2 separate regions of the Mus musculus genome follow, and region 2 is linked to region 1. A link is a contact called in public HiChIP or PLAC-seq data. All regions are on one chromosome and are shown on one strand. Each heading gives the region's core, a stretch centred on a gene start, on an enhancer-like site or on the middle of the called end of the contact. The rest is flanking DNA. Distances are from core to core; before and after follow the strand shown.

The links. HiChIP or PLAC-seq counts read pairs in DNA pulled down with a chosen protein or histone mark.
Region 2: an H3K27ac HiChIP or PLAC-seq map of heart atrium shows a contact between it and region 1, with 6 read pairs. The contact joins two enhancer-like sites. A contact is called at or near these places in 9 of 39 promoter capture datasets (3T3-L1-derived adipocytes, cranial neural crest, embryonic stem cells and 6 more), 12 of 484 Hi-C or Micro-C datasets (bone marrow-derived macrophages, cerebellar granule neurons, embryonic cerebral cortex and 6 more), 7 of 115 datasets of contacts at active chromatin or transcription factors (the 230-238 cell line, embryonic stem cells, fibro-adipogenic progenitors and 3 more) and 4 of 9 other capture datasets (adipose tissue, embryonic stem cells, liver and 1 more).

What each region holds. Positions count from the first base shown.
Region 1 is chr7:132,670,354-132,674,231 of GRCm38.p6, reverse strand. The region is part of intron 6 of Lhpp (phospholysine phosphohistidine inorganic pyrophosphate phosphatase); the gene reads right to left. Among named protein-coding and RNA genes, the nearest start is that of Lhpp, 62 kb to the right of the region's middle. Within about 2 kb of position 1,606, at least 135 of the 459 cell types and tissues checked have an H3K27ac peak or open chromatin away from gene starts, as enhancers often do. A contact at or near this core is called in cerebellar granule neurons, heart atrium, liver and 1 more, where this site is marked.
Region 2 is chr7:132,779,196-132,782,631 of GRCm38.p6, reverse strand. Fam53b (family with sequence similarity 53, member B) reads left to right here. Exons shown (of 5, transcript NM_001381858.1): 2 at 3,247-3,436. The coding sequence starts at 3,419. Among named protein-coding and RNA genes, the nearest start is that of Fam53b, 33 kb to the left of the region's middle. Within about 2 kb of position 1,866, at least 93 of the 459 cell types and tissues checked have an H3K27ac peak or open chromatin away from gene starts, as enhancers often do. A contact at or near this core is called in cerebellar granule neurons, heart atrium, liver and 1 more, where this site is marked.

The sequences.
Region 1 (3,878 bases), core at 357-2,856:
AACAAACACTGCACAGCTGCCAAGGCTGGAGTTCCAGGCCACCCAGGGACAGGATGGGCCTCCGAGCCTGGTAACCGAGGCCCTCCGAGGACAGCAGAGGTCGCCCTCGCCTTTGTTGCCTTGGTTTTCTTGGCTCCTGAAGGCAGAAAGGTTTCTCTCCTTCACTCTTGTAACCAGATCATGTCGGCTGCAGCTGGAAGTCAGCAGCCTTGGTCCTGGCTCTGTCAGCCATCCTCCTTAGCTGCCGCCTGACCTTCAGCAAGGTCACTGTCCTGAGACAATGAATGGGATGCTTCTACCTGGATGTGCCAGCAAGTTCTCGCCCCACCCCTCCCTTCTTGCTTCCTTGTTACTGTTGGGGTTGCCATGTAGCCCACTGCCTCTTCAGCACTGGGATTAGAGGTGCCCATCATCAAACCTGGCAACCAGACCCCAAAGGACACAAGATCTGAGTGATAGCCTGGATATCTAGATACAGACTTTAAAATAGTGCTGGGAACTAAACCATAACCCTAAATAAAACCTGCAGCAGAGCCTGCAACGCCTTTAATCCCAGCACTTGGGAGGCAGAGGCAGGCAGATTTCTGAGTTCAAGGCCAGCCTGGTCTACAGAGTGAGTTCCAGGACAGCCAGGGATACACAGAGAAACCCAAATAAGTAAGTAGGTAAGTAAGTAAATAAATAAATAAATAAATAAATAAATAAATAAATAAATAAATCTTGCAGCAGAGACACACTGGTGGTTGTATTTGGGAGATTACAGCTTGTGCATAGATGCCTATATTCTTTTTACAAACATTTTCTTTCTTTCTTTCTTTCTTTCTTTCTTTCTTTCTTTCTTCCTTCCTTCCTTTCTTTCTTTCTTTCTCTCTTTAAAAAAAGGGGGGTCATGAATTTGAGAGATTGGGAGGTGAGAAGAGCAGGGGTGGAAGAAGGAAAGGGGAGGAAGAAAATGATGTAATTATATTTTAATTTAAAAAATACCTGAAACTTTTTTTTAATTTATTGGATGATACATATGTCATAGAACCCATGCCAAGGGTGTGTGTGGAGGTCAGAGGACAGATTTTAAAAACAAAAATGCTTCTCTCTTTCTACCATGAAGATCCCAGGAATTTATAATTCAGGTTGGCAGGCTTGGCAGCAAGCCCCTCTAGTAAATGAGCCATCTCACTGGCCCAAGGGTCTTCACTCTTTTATAGACTCCCACTGAAGGATGGCAAGGGAAGATGGCTCTCACTTCTGTAGGCAGATGTAGAACAAGTGGGCAGACAGGCAAAACCCTCCAGTGTAGCCAAAAGGTACTGTAAACCTGAAACTCCCCACCCACACGGTTTCTTGGCATGCTACAAGCCAAGAGAAGGAGAGCGAGGGTGGCAGGGAGGAAGTCTCTTCATAGCCTCAGATGGGTCTCACTGATGCTTATGGAGCACAGTACAGGGCACTAGAGACGTGTGGTGCAGGGCACAAGCCACACCACAGGGTGACGGCACTGCTGTGGAACCAGCACTGTCTTCTATGACAGCTGTGGCTTCACTCAAGTGCTCTCTGGTCTGGTGCCTGATGGGAGTGCAGGCTGGAACAGGGCGTGTCAGGGGAAGTCAGGGCAGAGCCCAGCAGCACAACAGTTGCACCAGTCACGAGTTCTCTCACAGCTTGGCAGGTCAGGCCTTCCAGCCCAGAGCAGCTGCCAAATGGCTTCCCAGGCCACATGAGATCGACCAGGTGGCTTCCTTTTTCAATATCCAACCTTTTCCTTAATAAACAATAATGTAACTCTACCAAACTTTGGAATTTAGAAACAGGAAGAAAACTCTCTCCGATTCCACAGCTGGGCATACCTCCCAGCCCAGAATCACTCCATACCCTGCCACCTCCCACTGGGGAAGCAGGGCGTGTGTCCAGCATTCACCCCTAGCAGATACTCCACAAATGCCTGCATGAAGGATGCTGACACCCATGTACAGACAGACAGACAGACAGACAGACAGACAGCTGGCTGACTCCAAGCCCCTACCTCTGCAACTCTGAAACTCCCTCCCCATGTAACATGTGTTCAAGGCCCATTGTTAGCATCTACGTTGGGTCACTGAAGCCATCTCCTTAGTATGCTACATGCAAGGGTTATTTTCTTTCTTGATACACTGTCAGTAAACTTCCCAAGGTATGTGTAGATTCACCCAGAGTTGTAAGAAATCTAAGTTACTCAATTCGCCCTAACAGCAGCATCTCGCTGTCAAAGCCAGCGTGCTGACCTCACTGGGGTGGAAGCACCTCCATGATCACCAGGATTCTTCACAGGGCGTCTTTGTTTATGTAGCTGGTTTTCTTTTCTGAGATTTATTTTTATTTATTTTATGTGTATGAGGACACAGCCGCTGTCTTCAGACAGGCCAGAAGAGGCCATCTGATCCCATTAGAGATGGTTGTGAGTCACCATGTAGTTGCTGGGAATTGAATTCAGGACCAAAGAGCAGTCAGTGCTCTTAACCACTGAGCCATCTCTCCAGCCTCTATGTAGTTGATTTTTTTTTTTTTTGAGTCATGTTTTTTATTTGTTCCTTTCTTGCATTTGACATTCTCTTTGATGACATCTTAGACTGAGAGTCGCTGCCACAGTGCTTTACCACGACACAACTGCAACCAACTGCTTTACAAGATGTCCCCTTTGGCTCCGATTCACAGAGGTCCATCTCTTTAGTTTCTTGTTATCAGCCTTAACTAGGTTGACCTGGTGCTCGGCACAAAGGGTCTCAGTAACGTGTACTCTAAGGTTCATCATGACTGGATGCAGGCATGCAAAGACGGGCTTCATGTTGGCCTAAGGGTCTGGAAGCTTCTCATATTTATGTGCTAGGTTGTCATGGATGAGACTGACACATGGTACCCACTGTGAAATCCAGAGCTGGCACTGCATATCCTAAACAGGTGCCCTTGAGGACAGTGCAGGGGACAACGATTGCTAGTGCTCTAAGAAGCAGCCTTTCAGGTTCATGGGCCACTGCAGAGCTGCTGAGAGCGTCCTCCAGGATCCAATCATAGGCTGCATGAAATAGTTCCAGCCTAGTACCCTTCTCTTAGGCCTCCTCCCTACTGGCCTCACTGCTGACTTGGTGGGTGGCCATTCTATCAATACCGCTTGGGTTATGGCCTGGCTGGAAGGGTGTGGGCCCTAGGGAAGCTAGCCAGGTCCCTGGATTGAAGCCTGGAACCCACAGTGAAGGGACTAGAGGACACGGTGCAGCTGGAGTCAGCGAGCACACATCCTAGCAGGTGCACCCAGATCCCACTTGGCTACCTTCAGCATCAGGTCAGTCTTTCCCAAGGGTCAGAGGGCAACAGAGGCCCAATACTGCCAAAGTCCAGGAGAGCTGGTGAGCATGCCAGAGTCCAGGCTCCACTTCAGATGGCTCCGTCCTGACTGAAAGACGCTGCCCTGTTGAAGGGCTCTCCACTGCTCCCTCATTTTTTCAAGCCCCCGTCTTCTCTCTGAAACCACGGCTAGCTGCCTTTCAGTGGTGAGGCCCAATCAGATGCCTGTGTGCAGAATCGCCGTGGAGAGCAGAGCTAGGATCAGATAGGAGGAAGGGACAGGCCTAGCCATTGAGCTGTCCAGACCCAGGAAGGTGGCCAAGTTTTTATTTATAATTTCTTTTGTTTCCTGAATCAAGGGCCTGCAAGTCCAAGCAGGAAAGTCGAGAAGGAACTGAGTGACTTCATGTTCTCGCCAAACATCCTCCCGAAGAGCGCCAGGCAGAGCGCTGGTCAGCAGACGACATGGCTGTCTGCTGCTGTAATGTCCCTACTCAGGCTGATCCGTCTCTCCTTAGCAAGACCTCTGACACCCTCATGCTCAACATCTGGGTCTAGGATGGAAA
Region 2 (3,436 bases), core at 617-3,116, 110 kb before region 1:
ACTTTATTAAGAGGGAAGGTTTCATGGCATGGCTGAAGAATTGTCTCAGCTCTGAAAGGTTGGAGGCAAATGATAAATGATACCACATTATGTGGAAAGGGAGAGAACGTAAAGTGAGACAGGCGTGGCCAGGTGTGGCCAGGCACATGCTTTTATAACTTTTTTTTTTTTTAATTAACTCAGTCCCATGATACCTGCTAAAGCACCATGCCCCTGCCCTATGCCCCCTTAACATGGCTACACTGGGAATTGGTGACTCCTTAGAGACACACCAAGGTAGTGCTCAGTAGATAGAAGCTGTTCTAAGTGAGGTTACAGAGAAAGCCAGCTGGGTCAAGCGGCAGCCTCAAAGACAGAAGACAGCTTCAAAGACAGCTAGGTTTCAGTCTTGTCACCCACCCTCCTGGAATCACCTGTCCCTTATTCTCTGGAAAGAGGTCTTCTTACACTGGTCTAGGTCGCTGGACAGGGACCAGCATTCCCTGATGGGGTTCTTTGAGCCTGTGTTACTTACTGGTCGAAAGAATCCTCGGCAACTTGAGATTGTGCCAAGCTCTGCTGGTCTGGATTAGCCTCTCCAGGTCTATATATACCCAGACTCGAAGAAGCTGCTGCGATTTAGCCTAATTCCATAAGTGTGTGCTGAGCTCAACTTGTTCAAGGGATTGTGCTGAGGCATGTAAAGGGCAGAGACTCTTCCAGCTGATCCCAGAAGCCAGCTCCAGCCACAGCTCCTGGGAGCCACCATGTTGCAGAATAAAGTCTGCATTCAGCGTGGCTCTCAGAGCTCAGGGTCTTTCCAGCTCTCTGTCCTGCAGCATGGCTGCCAGAGTGCATACCATTCCCCATATCGTGTTCTGACTGCTTCATTACAACCGTTTTTAAAGGCCACACAGCCTTCAGCCATACAACTCTACTGTAGTTTATTTAGCCAGTCCCCTGTGAGTGGGCAGCCAGGGTGTTCCTGCCCTGGGCTCCGTGCAGGGGAGGCTTTAATACCCCCCTCCCCCCCACACACACACTGCCCTTCCCCCTGCTCTCAGCTTGTATATAGTGCTGCCACTTTTCAGAGCTGTGAGGGCAGGAGTGAGGCCACATTCCTTTCTTCTCCAGACCTTTGGCCATTTACTGACCACTCGGGTACACAGGTGCTTATAGTACTCCACCCCAAGTGCTGCCTCTGCCAGCTCCCCTTTGTAGGGGCTAAAGTGGGGTTGGAGCTGGTAAGAGTACGGATGCCCATTTTTCAGCTTTGTGCAGAGCTGTGGCTGGAAGGGCTGTCATGTTTCCATGGCAACAGATCTCCATAGTCTTGCTTTTACTGGCCTCCCAGTTTCAGCAGAGGGATGGACCCTGATACAGCCAGGCCCCTGCTGGTGGAATTTAAGTCAGCTGCAAAGGATGACTGGATGTCCACCCCTGGAAAGAGGGTTGGGACTCCTCCATGAAACTGGCGGTAGTAGCTGCTGTCAGTGATTTCTCAGATGAACCGGACACAGAGGAAAACGCTTGACCTCTGCTTCCCTAGGATACAATAACCTTAAGGGCAGCTAGAGTTATTTCTTATTTATCAAGAGGGAAGGAAACTGGGCCCCACAGAGAAATCAATATATTTCAAGAGGGAAGATTCCAACCCAAATATGCTGGTCTTAGGCTCCGAGTTTATGACCACCAAGGCTAGCAGTCACCTCCGAGAAGGAAATGCTGAGTTTACTTCTCAGGCCTTGTGCCAATGGCTGCCTGCCCTAGAGCTGAATTGAGGTTCACACCCAGAAGGTGATGGCTGCCATCAGGCCTCCCCTGCTGAGGCAGCACAAAGGGCCCTTTTGAAGGGCGAATCCAGGGGCACCCCTCCTGGCCTGTTCCTGATCCAAGCCTGCAGGGGGCCAGTGGGCACTTCTGGCCCTGCTGTTGAGCCAGAACTAGGCGGAATGGTTTGACATTCTTTCCTTAAACACATCACACTTGGTTGGGACACACAGTTTGTAGACTGATGTGGTACTGAAGCATGAAGCAGGTCTCCTAGCGCCACGGGGGACTCTTGACCACCACCCCCCCCCCCCCCGCCTCCTTTCCTGAACAGTCAAGCTTTATAAATGCATTGACTACCCTCCTCCCCACCCCTGATTTTGCACTTTGGATGAACCTTGTTTTCGAAGAAGTTAGAAGGTTGGTTTCCTGTGCTCACCAGCCGGCCTGTAATAGCAGAGTCAGGAGCACCACTGTAAAGTCCAGTGGAAGTAAACAGGAGAACATGGCTGACAAGCTGGATGGGAAGTGAATGCCAGGTGCCATCTACTTTCACACAGCAGCTTCTAAAACATTAGTGCTGAACAGTCCGTTTTTAATCACAGATTAGAAGCCGCTTTTCTTTTTCTTTATTGCTATGATTACCGTTATTTTTTAGATTTTGATGGTGATCTTCCAGTCCTTCTGTCCATGTGACTTTCCTTTGAAGGTCAAATCGCAGGCTGATAGGGATGGGGTATTAAGATCAGGGAAGTCACCTTGTAAGGAGTGGCTTTTCAGACCTGTGCAGTGTCTTCCTTTGCTTGGTGGGACGTCATGAACAAGGAGGCTGCCTGATGATCTTTGGCAAGTGATAGTGCCGAGGAGGTCTGGGCAGTCGCTCATAGGTCACTTGGTGTGGCCCACTCTGGGGAAAGGGACAAAACCACAACTGTTAAGGATGGGACACGTGTCTTTAAATAGACCTTCCTGATTTGTTTGTAGCAGTTTTCCTAAGAAGGTAGATGAGGTAAGCCAGTGGCCAGCTCTGCATCCCCTGCCCCCTTTGATATTGGATGTGGGGATGAGGAATATTGATCCTTTGCCAGTCTAAACTTGTCCTAATGTGAGCTCGGTGTGCCTGCAAAAGCCAGCCCAGCCAGTGATAAGATGCTGGATTGCCAGGAACCACATATTGCTAGCACCTCAGAACCTGTGGTCTTGAAGATGTCTCGTGGGTCCAAATTTGTTGCTGTCTCTGGCAGAGCATTGGCTATATTAGATGTCTAAGGCTAGCTGGGGTGTGTGTGTGTTTGTGTGTGTGTGTTTGTGTGTGTGTGTGAGAGAGAGAGAGAGAGAGAGAGAGAGAGAGATCTAAGAAAGTGATTCTTGCCCTTGGTGACCTCCCAGAGTGCACCTCCTTTAGTAAGGATATGGTTCCATCCCTGTGGAGTTCTCTGCATTACACCTGAGGCTTTCCTAGTGCTGAGCCCGTTGCTTGTCTTTTTGTCTTTCCAGGCCGTTGACTACTTTTGGCCATTCCCAGAGGCCAGTCTGAGCAACTGATGGGGAGCTGTTTCTAGTGACCTCACTCTCCGGAATGCCCAGGTATCACTGTTAATCAAGTCTTCCCCGCTGAAGATGGCCTGTGCCCAGCCTGGGATGCAGCCCAGTTCCTGAGGTCCTTACCATGGTGATGATCCTAAGG